Linked DNA regions of Gasterosteus aculeatus: region 1 is linked to region 2. Evidence: chromatin contacts called from public Hi-C data. All regions are on one chromosome and are shown on one strand. Each heading gives the region's core, a stretch centred on a gene start, on an enhancer-like site or on the middle of the called end of the contact. The rest is flanking DNA. Distances are from core to core; before and after follow the strand shown. Region 1 overlaps ehbp1 (EH domain binding protein 1). Region 2 has its middle 64 kb from the start of mcm8.

What was found. Hi-C and Micro-C count contacts between places; a contact is called where the count stands out from the background.
Region 1: a contact with region 2 is called in a Hi-C map of skeletal muscle, with 11 times the contacts expected there. The contact joins two enhancer-like sites. A contact is called at or near these places in 2 of 6 Hi-C or Micro-C datasets (skeletal muscle and tail fin).

Annotation. Positions count from the first base shown.
Region 1 is chr6:19,255,525-19,261,465 of fGasAcu3.hap1.1, reverse strand. The region is part of intron 2 of ehbp1 (EH domain binding protein 1); the gene reads right to left. Among protein-coding and RNA genes, the nearest start is that of ehbp1, 8.0 kb to the right of the region's middle. Within about 2 kb of position 3,700, at least 2 of the 9 cell types and tissues checked have open chromatin away from gene starts, as enhancers often do.
Region 2 is chr6:18,629,259-18,634,742 of fGasAcu3.hap1.1, reverse strand. No RefSeq gene overlaps it. Among protein-coding and RNA genes, the nearest start is that of mcm8, 64 kb to the right of the region's middle. Within about 2 kb of position 2,037, at least 1 of the 9 cell types and tissues checked has open chromatin away from gene starts, as enhancers often do.

The DNA of each region.
Region 1 (5,941 bases), core at 2,451-4,950, 630 kb before region 2:
AGCTCAACAATGGCTTTGCCTCTGTGGACTGCACGCAAGATAATCACACACACACACGCACGTAAAGTGTGAAACACTGAAGAAAGTTTACCCGGTCCAGGCCAATCGCACTGCACCGACAACCGGCATGAGACACATTACTTCTATTGTGTCTCATGACAGATAATCGGTTTCGTGCTCATCTTTTTTGTAGAACGGTGTCAACGTGACGTTTGTTTGGAGTTTGAACTAATAAAGACGCAGACAGGCCTCTAGCACTAAGGCTGGGCAGCATACCGGTTCAAACTGAATGTTTCCGTACGGTATGAATTTCCCACGTACCGTTCATACCGGTTACGCCATAACAACTGGTGTTGCCCTTTGGCAGGCGGCAGAATTTATTTTTGCACGTCATCAAGGAGCGCCGGCGATTGGAGCTACTTGTCTTTGGCCAATACAAGCTTATGGCATATTGCATGTGTTATTACTAGTTAAGAAGGTAAAAGATGGCGGCATAAACTATTACCAGTAATAAATATGTTTTTACCACAAGATAATGGCTTAGGACATATTTAAAAAGAAAAAGTATGTTTGCAACCAACTTTTCTCAAATTGATTGTGTGAAGAAAAAACAAAAAGGACTTGAACCAGCTCTGACCGACCACACTGGAGACCAGATCCACCCGACTCGGAAGATTCAGATTCTTCAGTCCTTTCAAAAAATAATTCATTCAACGATGGCAAATGCTGGGTGAACGCAGCTCGTGGTAGTAGGTGGTGCTTGGAGCGCTACAGTCAATGATTTCATTATGCAACCTATCGAGTACACCACTGGCTTTATGTGTGCACGACAGAGAGAGTGAGAGAGAAAACAGAGGGAGGATGACGGGCAACAATGTCTCGCATAGAGAAGCTATTGTCCAACAACAGAGGCCATATCAGAGCATGCACAATCACCCCATAACTGCCCCCTTTGAACTGTCCTGCCTGCCTGAGAGAACTATTCAAACCCATAGCTTGCAGGTCCACTGACTTCTTTACACTTTAGCGTGGTGACCTTCGTGGGTGACACGGAGAAACCCTCCTAGATTTAGATTTTAAGTAGTCTGCTGCAGTTCTCATCCAGAGAAACCTGCAATTAGTGGACATATGAGTTCAACGTTTTCCTCAAATTCTCTTTAGAATTATCCCAGTTACTGATTTATTTATCTTCATATCATATCTTTTGCATGTAGACATTTTGAATTGCCATTGGTTTGTTTCTTATGTGGCATATTGAATTGCAGCATTACAAATATTATAAAACATAATATATTCCCTAGATTTAATAATAAACTCAGTCAGTGCTACAGCGAGTGCATTCTGGCTGTGCAGTGGAGATCATAACTTAACCAGGACTAAAAAGACGCTTTGAGCTGCACATAAAAGATCAGGTGAAGCAGGGCAGCTGCTGACCGGGGGGCTGCAGAGGTTCAAAAAGGAAGATCTGCTGACCACCACACGGAAATCAGGTAGGAAGACGCGCCGTGCATCCAACTATTCCGTCATAGCTCAGAGGAACAAATGGGGTTTTATTTTCACAAAAGCTTATATCGGATAATATTTACTTAGAAAAGACATAAAGAGAAATTAGTTTGGCATCTTAAATGTGCTCATTCAAGGCTTAGTGCGTATTTGCCTGCATGGTTAGAAGTGGAGGGTGGGACAGGAAATTGCTCTATCTTTCCTGCAGGCAGGAGGAAATAACCACTTCACATTTGATACGACGGCCCTCAGACCACCGGCTCATAGTGGGAGCGCTTTAGTTTTGTCAAATCCGCAGTAAAATGGTTTAATTTCATTGTGGGAAGCTAAAGTCATGATCGCACTGAATATTACTAATATTACTATTACTGCGCAGCCGTTGTGGATGGTATAAAGAAGAATGTGAGGGAAGACATGCCAGTATTTGTCCTACTCTTGTAGGTGTATTAGAGTAGACCAGAGCCGGATCCAGAAGCCGTCCCATTTGGACCAAAAGCTATAAAAAAAAGACGGTTGTAATTAAAGACGACGGTGCACTTTGGTCGTCTTTAGGGTAGTGGCTTAAAGCACCGAGCAATTAGAGTTAAACCATCCCACGTGGTGCCACTCGACCAATCGGGAAAAGACGAAGGAGACGGAGAAAGTGAGAGAAACGAAGAACAAATGGCGCTCTGCAAAAAGAGAAAAGTGGCCTTCGAAAGAAGAGCATTTAATCCTCAATGGACGGACTGGTTTCTGTTCATACTTCCCACTGCAGCACTAAACCAGTGTCTCATGTCCTCAGAACCCGTTGAAACGCCGTCATGAGGCTCAACGTGAGGACGAGAACCTGATGCATCAAGACCAGATTTAACATCATGGCAGGAAAAACTAGAAAAAAGGGAGAGAGTGGATGTATATATTCTATATATTGTCAAAATGTGTAGATTTATTATTTATAATTAGCTGAGGGTGTAAAGTCCAAATGTGAAGCAGAAAAGGTGAAATTCGAGCTTATCTTCCGGTCATTTCTTCTTCTTTTTTTAATTGAAGCACTTTCTTTTTTAAATGCTACTTTTATTTAGTTAATTGAGAGAACATTATTTATATTTGCACTCACACATATATGTTCAGTTCTGTACAACCCAAATTGTAATGTAATATTGTCAAAAGAGTTTCAGAAATCGTACTGAATTAATCTGATTTGTTAGTCGTGCATTGAATCCAGAGCATGAAGCTTTAACACGTCGCGCCTCTAAACACCACGTGTTCTGTCACGCATTCACAAAACAGGGAGCTTCCCGTTTCCAACGACGACAATGGCTGGTTAGAATGCTCGGATCAAACAGGAGGACCCAACCCATCACGTGGTGAAAACTGCTGTCCTGTGGGGCAGGGGGGGGGGGGGGGGGGCACAGTGGAGAACTAAGCGGCCAAAAACAGCTTCTTACAGCAGCAATCGCTATAGAGGCAATGTTTGCATTTACTTATTTATTTTATATACTAGTTTTTGCAGCCTTCACATTATTGTCTTGTTGTCTGGGTTGATTGCCATATGTTTTGAGAAAGATGCCTCGTCTACCTCTGGGTCGGGTACAAATAAGAGTCTGACTCGGCAAAGACAGCTGCAGAGGGTGGTTGAAAGTGGGAAGTGAGAAAGGAAACAGAGGGAGGACTGCAGCTCCAGTCACACTGTGGCCTTCACTATGAAGACAGATGGAGCCGTCCAACGCAATCTGTGTGACTGTCACCCGCCCGCACCGCCGGGGCAATTAATACGGGTTCCTTTCCACTATGACGATGACTTGTGAACCATCTCATTGCGTGTTCTGTTTTAGTGGTTTTCCCTCCCAAAGCAAAAACTCTTAATTAGTTAAAATGTCTTCTTTTTCACAAATTTGTATCGGTCAGCTTCCAGATTTATATCCAATAAAGAGCCATTACCAAGTTCCAATCAATCAATAGTTTTTAAAAAAAATATTATTCAATATGTTATGACTTCACTTATTTCAGCCTTTGGTTGGATTTTGTTAAAACAAGGACTGTTCTTAGAATAAAGCGGAAATGGATTATGCTGTTTGAGAAGTTTCATTTCGCGTTTCAGTCAAAGGAAAGCGTTGGAAGCGAGTCACTGGGTTCATCTCCACCCGGACAGTCCCTTGACCTCCAGCTAAAGAACCGTCAGTCAGTGGTTATGTGGCAACCAGCGGCCGGGTCGACGACACCGAGTTAATGTGCCAGACCAAAGAGTGAGGAGTGACCATTTGGACCAGCCAGATGTGTTTAAGGTGGATCTGTAAAATGAAACTTCCTGAATTAATATATATATAAAAATATCAAGACTGTGCAAAGATTGTGTGACCATCTGTATTATGTTGTCATACTCACTCTAATCTCCCCCATACCCATCTTTAAAGTATTTCATTTTCTGTCAATTATATTACGTTTCCCGGTATCCAAACAAACGGCGACTTCTCGGGATTCAAAAGGGAAGCCAGTCTGGCACCGAGCAAAACCTTCATAAGATCAACCTGACCATTAATGAGATTATGCAAATATGACCTTCCTCTCTACTGGCTAATTTGAAGAGTTCAATGCTCAGTTGGACTCGGCTGTATCAGATCACTTGCTCTGGATGGAAGACGTTAGAAGGTACTTTAGAGAAAGGAGTCTGCTGAAAGGGCCGGTTGCTCTGAGCCGCTTGTAGACGGTACCAGAGAGCGTACACATCGGGACGGGGATGCAGCTTTCTTTAATGCTGTTGCTTCGGTTAACTGGCTCATCTCCAGGACGCTTTCATTCCTTCCTTATCGCTTCGTTTCTACAGAAGTGGTGGGGGAGTAACATCACCCGTATGCGTTTCTGGAAAAAGATCCTGTGAGGATCTGAGAGTAAGTGATTGGAACCAGCTATCCTGGTTTTGTAGTTCACAATGTAGCAGCCACATTAAAAGCATAAACGCTGATCTCCTGGTCGCGTGTTGACTGGGGAACCATGCGGATCAACTATGGCCCGTTACTACTCAGCACAAAGTCTGGAGCAAGACAGGTGAAGGAGTAGAATAATCATTAGTAACTAAATAAATGCGGTTTTAAAGGTAATTTGATAAAAGAGTACTAAAAATAGACCTTTCTTCCACACGACACGACAGCACAGGGAGTCTGAGGAGGAGATCATCACTCAGCTGGATCATGTGTTTGGGAGCATCACCAAAGTAAAGAAGGGAATGAGGGGAAGCTTTCCGTCTTTCTGCGGCTGAATAACATAAAACTCTCCCCTGCCTTAACAACAACAACAACAACAACTCTTCCTGTGAGCGCTCACCAACGGCCTGAAGCGACACAGCGGGAATCCCAGCCACCATGTGCCTGAGACGCCCCGACCGCAGAAAACACGCAGCTTTTAGGCAACGATGTGAACAGTCAGACGAGAACTTCAACGATGTTAATTGTTCACAATTGTTAATTGTTCTTTTGCCCAGCGGAGAAAAGGGTGTTTATAACAGACGATGAGTTTGAGCTGGTCTTTGTTTCCTTCAATGAATCATTGAGACGGGAGCATAATCCGACCCAACGTGTCTGAGGGGTCTGGAGAAGGAAGTGTGACACAGTAACCGAATGAAAGAATTTAGGATGGTTGTGCCAAAAAGGTACATTACCGCAGCGACCGATCGGGGAGTTTCCCTTTGGTCTGCAGGTAATAAAGAAGGGCTTTACTAGCTTGCAGACAACCCCTTTGCTTCACAGAGTAAGACACTAGGGGAGGTGTAAATGCTCATTTTGTCTATAATTGCAGCGCAGAACGAGTTCACTTGGGCGGATTCTGCTGCAGAGTTAAAGTGACATAAATGGGAAGGAGGAAAGAGGTGAGCGGGGGAGTAATAAAAGAAGAGAGGGAGGGGGGGCGATGACAGTGGTACAGAGAAGGAGGCAGAAGAAAATGGAAAGGGAAGCATTGTTTCCTCAGAGGAGAGCAGTGAGCATGGTGGAGCAGAGCAAGCGCATCATCACAGGAGGAAATGAAAAATTGTGAAAACAAAAATGACAACTAGTGTCTCAGCTATGAAAACGTGCTTTTGTTGGTCCCAATGAATGACATCAGCTAAAATGTCCAAATCAGAGACACACGAGGAAACAAAGACAAACCAGGGACTTTACACAATTACACAACAGTGAAACACTTTGAGAAACCAAAGAAGCTGTAAACAATTACACGCGTGCATTACAGGAAGAGTTGGCAGGAAGACGTTTCCCTGGCGACATGATGGACTCTTGGCACAAGGTCGACGTGTTCGACAGCAGGACAACGTCACACACTGACACACACTGGTCAGCAAACACTGTCCAACTGACAAGAATATTTGGCCAATGTATCTCCTCTATTTTGCCAATTTACTGGTTTGCCTTTGATGGGACACGAAATAATTATAACATTTCCCGAATGAAGTAAATGAACACTT
Region 2 (5,484 bases), core at 788-3,287:
AGGTCAACAGTTTAGCCTCTGCTGGAATAAATCACAACGATAATTTACTTAATTGATCCCTGGAGGAAAAACTGTACTTTACTGTTGACACAAACGCTTCTTTTCTGATCGGAGAGGGGGGGGGTCAATTCTTTGGGCTTCAAGCACAAACTTCACCCAGATAGTAGATAGTAGAACTGGAGTCTGCAAATCGCTGCACTCGGGAGATCACGGCTCTAATTCTCCTGCCGATCATTACGAGCATCATTATGGGCACAAAAGGCAGAGATTTGCATAACTCATTATAAGCCAGGGGTAAGACAGCTGTGTACTTCCTCCAGCGCTGTTAGGTGCGCCCAAAGCTCATCGTCAACACAGCGCTCCGAGGACTAAAGCTCAGATGTATGACCTCATTTTGTTTGGGATCTTTATAAAAGAAATGTGAGCTATTTGGCTCTCGCAGAGGACATGTGAATGTGGGGAGCAGATGGACAAAATCAACATATTAATGCAACATGCTACCTACCCCCCAGTAGGTACTGGTAGGTACCTTGTGTTTGTGGCCTTTATTGCCTTAATAGTTTTCAAACCTGTCATCCATCTATATGTTCAAGAACAAAAGAGGTTTAACCAACTCCCCAAGTCAGAAAGGATAGATTCAATTTGTCCAACTGATTAGATAATTAGCATCATTGAACATCGGAATGGTTCCAATAGTTCCATCTATCCTAATTAATGGCAGATTTAATGCACTCCCTCTCGGGAGTCTGCTCTTAAGAGGGTTTTGGAATGAATGTGGAGCTTTCACCGAAGGCCGTTCAGTTGAGAGACTGTTTCCACAGTGACAACCTGGTTGTTTATCAGGGACGCACATTTGCATCCTTGTGATGTCTCTGTTTACAAACGTGATTGGTCTGAAGGCAAAGTCCAGTTTTGTCCAATTGGTCCGCAGAGACAGAAGTCCTTTAAACATTTCACATTACGTTTTTCAATTCAGTCCATTGGAGATGAGCAAGGACGTGACGAATGCAACAAAGGAAACCTATAAACAAAACAAAAAAAGCCGTCATGAATTTCAATAAATTACAGATGCCAGCCTGACTTTGTTGGTACAAGGAATAAATTGCCTGTCTGAGCAAAGGAGTGTGTGTGTGCATATTAAAGTGTTCGCTGATCGCTGCTACAACCTGTAGTCGCACAGCTCTCCTTGCCCACGTGACACGCACACACGCACACACACACACACACACACACACACTTGCTTCTCAAAACGGCGTGTCGGACCAAAAAAAGGTTTGTGTAATCACAAAAAGCCCTGACTCGTTTAAATGCAAATACAACTGTGCAAACGTCTTAAAACAAACACACAAACAAATGGTTTCAATAATGTCAATCGTGCAATTGTGTTAATTTATCACTGCTGTGCGCCGGAGGCTGTGTGTGTGTGTTGTTCTGATTAGACAAACAGAGAGCAATGGGTCGGTGCTGGAGGAGAAGAGGGAGGGGCGTTCTGTTAGAGGGGAAGTCAAATCAAACCCTCTCATGCAACGAAGCCGCAATGAGGGACTCGCGGTTTGGCCGTTTGGGCGGTTTGGACGGTTTGGACGGTCTAGGCGGTTTGGGCGGTTTGGACGGTTTGTGCGGTTTGGACGGTTTGTGCGGTTTGTGCGGTTTGGACGGTTTGGGCGGTTTGGGCGATTTGGACGGTTTGGACGGTTTGGACGGTTTGGACGATGTGCGGTTTGTGCGGTTTGGACGGCCTTGGCGGTTTGTGCGGTTTGGACGGTTTGGACGGTTTGGGCGGTTTGGGCGGTTTGTACGGTCTGGGCGGTTTGGGCGGTTTGGGCGGTTTGTACGGTCTGGGCGGTTTGGGCGGTTTCGACGGTCTGGGCGGTTTGTACGGTCTGGGCGGTTTGGGCAGTTTGGGCGGTTTGTACGGTCTGGGCGGTTTGGGCGGTTTCGACGGTCTGGGCGGTTTGTACGGTCTGGGCGGTTTGGGCGGTTTGGGCGGTCTGGGCGGTTTGGGCGGTTCGTACGGTCTGGGCGGTTTGGACGGTTTGGACGGTCTGGGCGGTTTGGACGGTCTGGGCGGTCTGGGCGGTTTGGACGGTTTAAGCGGTTTGGACGGTTCTTACGGTTTGGACGGTTTGGGTGGTTTGGACGGTTTGGGCGGTTTGGACGGTTTGGGCGGTTTGGGCGGTTTGTAAGGTTTGGGCGGTTTGGGCGGTTTGGACGGTTTGGACTGTTTTGGCGGTTTGTACGGTTTGGGCGGTTTGGACGGCCCGCGCTGGTCCTCATGCAAGTAAACGTGGCTGCTTTCCTGAAGCAGCTTGAGATCAGATGACGATGATGAAGTGATTGATTTCGAGGGGAGGACGGTTCAGTCCTCCACACACAGGTTCAGGGGGGCAGTCAAGAGTTTGGTTGAAGATTGTCAGTCGACATCTGTCGCCTTACAGAATCCTCGATGTTGTTGTAAAGAGGAAACGCCCCTCAGTAAAGACACTCTCTGCCAAAAAACAGTATACAGTATATTTACCAATCAGTGGATTGGCCATGCCGGCTCATATGCATTTTGTCCTGGAATAAACCTTGGTGAGCCATGCAGGTAAAATCTACCGGAGGAACACACTGGATGTCTACACAAACACAGACTAACACACACAGAATCCGTTCAGTTATTACTTTATTACATCGAGGACACACAACCAGAGGAGAGCAAAGCATGACCATTGTGCCCTGGAATTAAATACAGGCGATTCCTCAAAACGTGTTCTTCTTTCCCCTCACTTGCTCAGCGGCTGCTGTTGAACCCGAGGAACTGTTTTGTACGCAGCGTTTGCACTCTGCTCGCCTCCTCGTTCCTCCTCCACCTTCTTCCCTTCAGAGGGGTTATCTTGGGAGTTGACCATAAGACGGGTCAGCTTGCAGGAGGATTATGTGAGCTGCACTCTTAAACGAGGCCTGCAGCTTTCCTGCCTGTTCCTCCCTGACCGTCTGTTTCCACGGGATCATCAGCAAACCGGACAATTTGATCCACGTTTCATGATTGGTGAAGTAAAGCTTTCTAGTGATGGGACTAGTGATGTGAGTAATTCTTCCAATTCTGATTGACAGCCGGAAGACGACTTGTAACATTTACATATTGTGTGAGTGACATCATTCAGCGACTTAATACCGATTAGAAAGGCCTCAGGGCCTCAAATGAAATGGACCCTGCTTGCATCAGCCAGCACCGGGTTTCCTGTACGAGTAAACGTTTTCTACCCGGCACAGGGGCAACTATGGACGCGCTGGTGTTCACGCTCGTACAAATACTCAGGGATGCAAGTGTTGCTAGTGTGCGGATCAGCAGGTAGCAGGTCGGTGACGGGTCTCTGATCCATCGGGATGATCCTGTGTGAGGCGCCGGGGGGTAGATGTAGAATCACACCCAACAGAAATATCACACAGAGAAAATAGTATCAACCCTGCCCTTGTTTTCCATTCCATGTGTTTGTGTTGCCTCCTGAAACCCAATGAAGACCCAAATACATTTGACTTTCTGTCAATTATGTTACGATCATTCCTCCAAACACTTGAGCTCTCCTCTCCCCCCTTCCCTTCGCTCATCTCATCCGTGAGGAGGACAGAGCAACGCTACATCATCTCCGACTCCTCCCACATCTGTCACATGTCTCAAAGGAGCTCCTCCAACAAGGTGACGGTTTGAAGGAGTCTCCGGGTAACATATGGAGAGAAGTTTCCACAGAGAAACGCCCGTCATTAGGACTTTAACCTGCTGCTGGCTCAGAAGCCCCTCACTGATGACCCCGCTCTGTGTGAGTGTGTGTGTGCGTGCGTGTGTGTGTGTGTGCGTGTGTGTGTGCGTGTCTGCGGGAGGGACCTAGTTGTCGGATGACACCCTGCTGTATCTCGACACCCTCATACATCACTCTACAACAACTCACACACACTTTTTCCTCAGCACATACGCAAAAAAGCAGCATTCTTCCCCCATCCTGGCACACACACACACACACACACACGGGTAGAGGCCGTGCCGAAAGTCAGGTATCGTGTGGTTTAATTAATTACCGTCTGAAAGTGACCAAGGTCAGAGCGTCGCTCGGCTGGAGAGCTTTGCAGAGGTCACGACCTCTCCACCCGACTCCTCCCAAGCTGTCAGCTGTCTGGAAGGTGAAGAGAAAGCACCTTAAACTCTTAGTTCACACAGAGCCGACTGTCCAAACACCTCGTGTTCCTCCCAGATTCTACCATGAAAGCGTTGGGTTCTACATCACAAAGGAAATATAATGGGATCAAAAGCACCTGCTGTCTCTCTCTCAGGTGATTGATGGTTTAAGCTGCTTTATTGTAATGTTGTTAAAGTTGAACCTTTGTACTGATTCAGTTTAATAAAAGCTGGTAAAACTAAATATACGAATCTAGATAATGAAAATGAAATGAAACTGATAATGAATTTGGGTGTGGATTAGATTGTGAGTGACGCTTGGATGGATTATCAAAAGCAAAGTCAAAGACGGAGATACTAAAGCCAAATAAGAGATAATAAATGTCCCTTCAAACACATTTAGGGACCCTTCAACCCATTTCATTAATTATGTTTCAAAAACTAATTAGGTGAAGCTGGAGGATTTGATCAAACACAGTCGATTGTAAAATATGAAAAATGTACAGATGGAAATGTCGAGCACTGAGTTGAAATGAATGAAAAAAAACAACATTGCAAGAGTTTAATCTCCGCTGCTGTTGACAACATTGTTGGTGTCCAGTTATTGTGTTTTATTTGTCATACGTGTAATCTGTCTATTGTCGAAGGCTCCAACTGAAACAGGTGCAGACTAAAGTGCAAAACATTACATTAGAAAAGTCTTCTGTCTAAAATAACACCAGTGCATAACTCCTGTCCTGTGAATAGTTCATGCTAACAGGTGTTAGCCTGCTAACCACAAACACCCATCGCTGGTGCTTCCAGCACATACACACATACGAGACTCTCATTTAAACCTAAATACTATATTCTCTGCAACTGAAAAATGCGTTTATTGTAAGAAGTTTATCCTGTACTTTATCACCATAACAATATTTTATTATTACTCTAGATGGGAAGAAAAAGTAAATAGCACTTCAGATCAGTGGACTAACATATTGGATGTGACATTCTCGTGTTTAAATAAAGTAGACACAGATGGAGGAACAGGGAGAGGGAGTAAGTCGTGAGATCGCACAGAGATAATGAGAGAGAGACAGAGACGAGACTCAAAATCACAGGTTCTTAAGTACAACGACGTCCCGCTACCCGCCGAGCCAACCAGAACATTACAGATGTTTCTCTGTCGGAGGAGCCGATGCCCCGGGAGTTTAAATGAAGCCGACCTCAGAGGATCTTGTGCGTCTGTCGTGAGGTTTTTACAGAAATCTAATTATTATCTTCAATTTAACAAGGTCACGGCACTATTCCTGGGTATGAAAGGGTTTTATCAGTCACACATTGTGCGACGT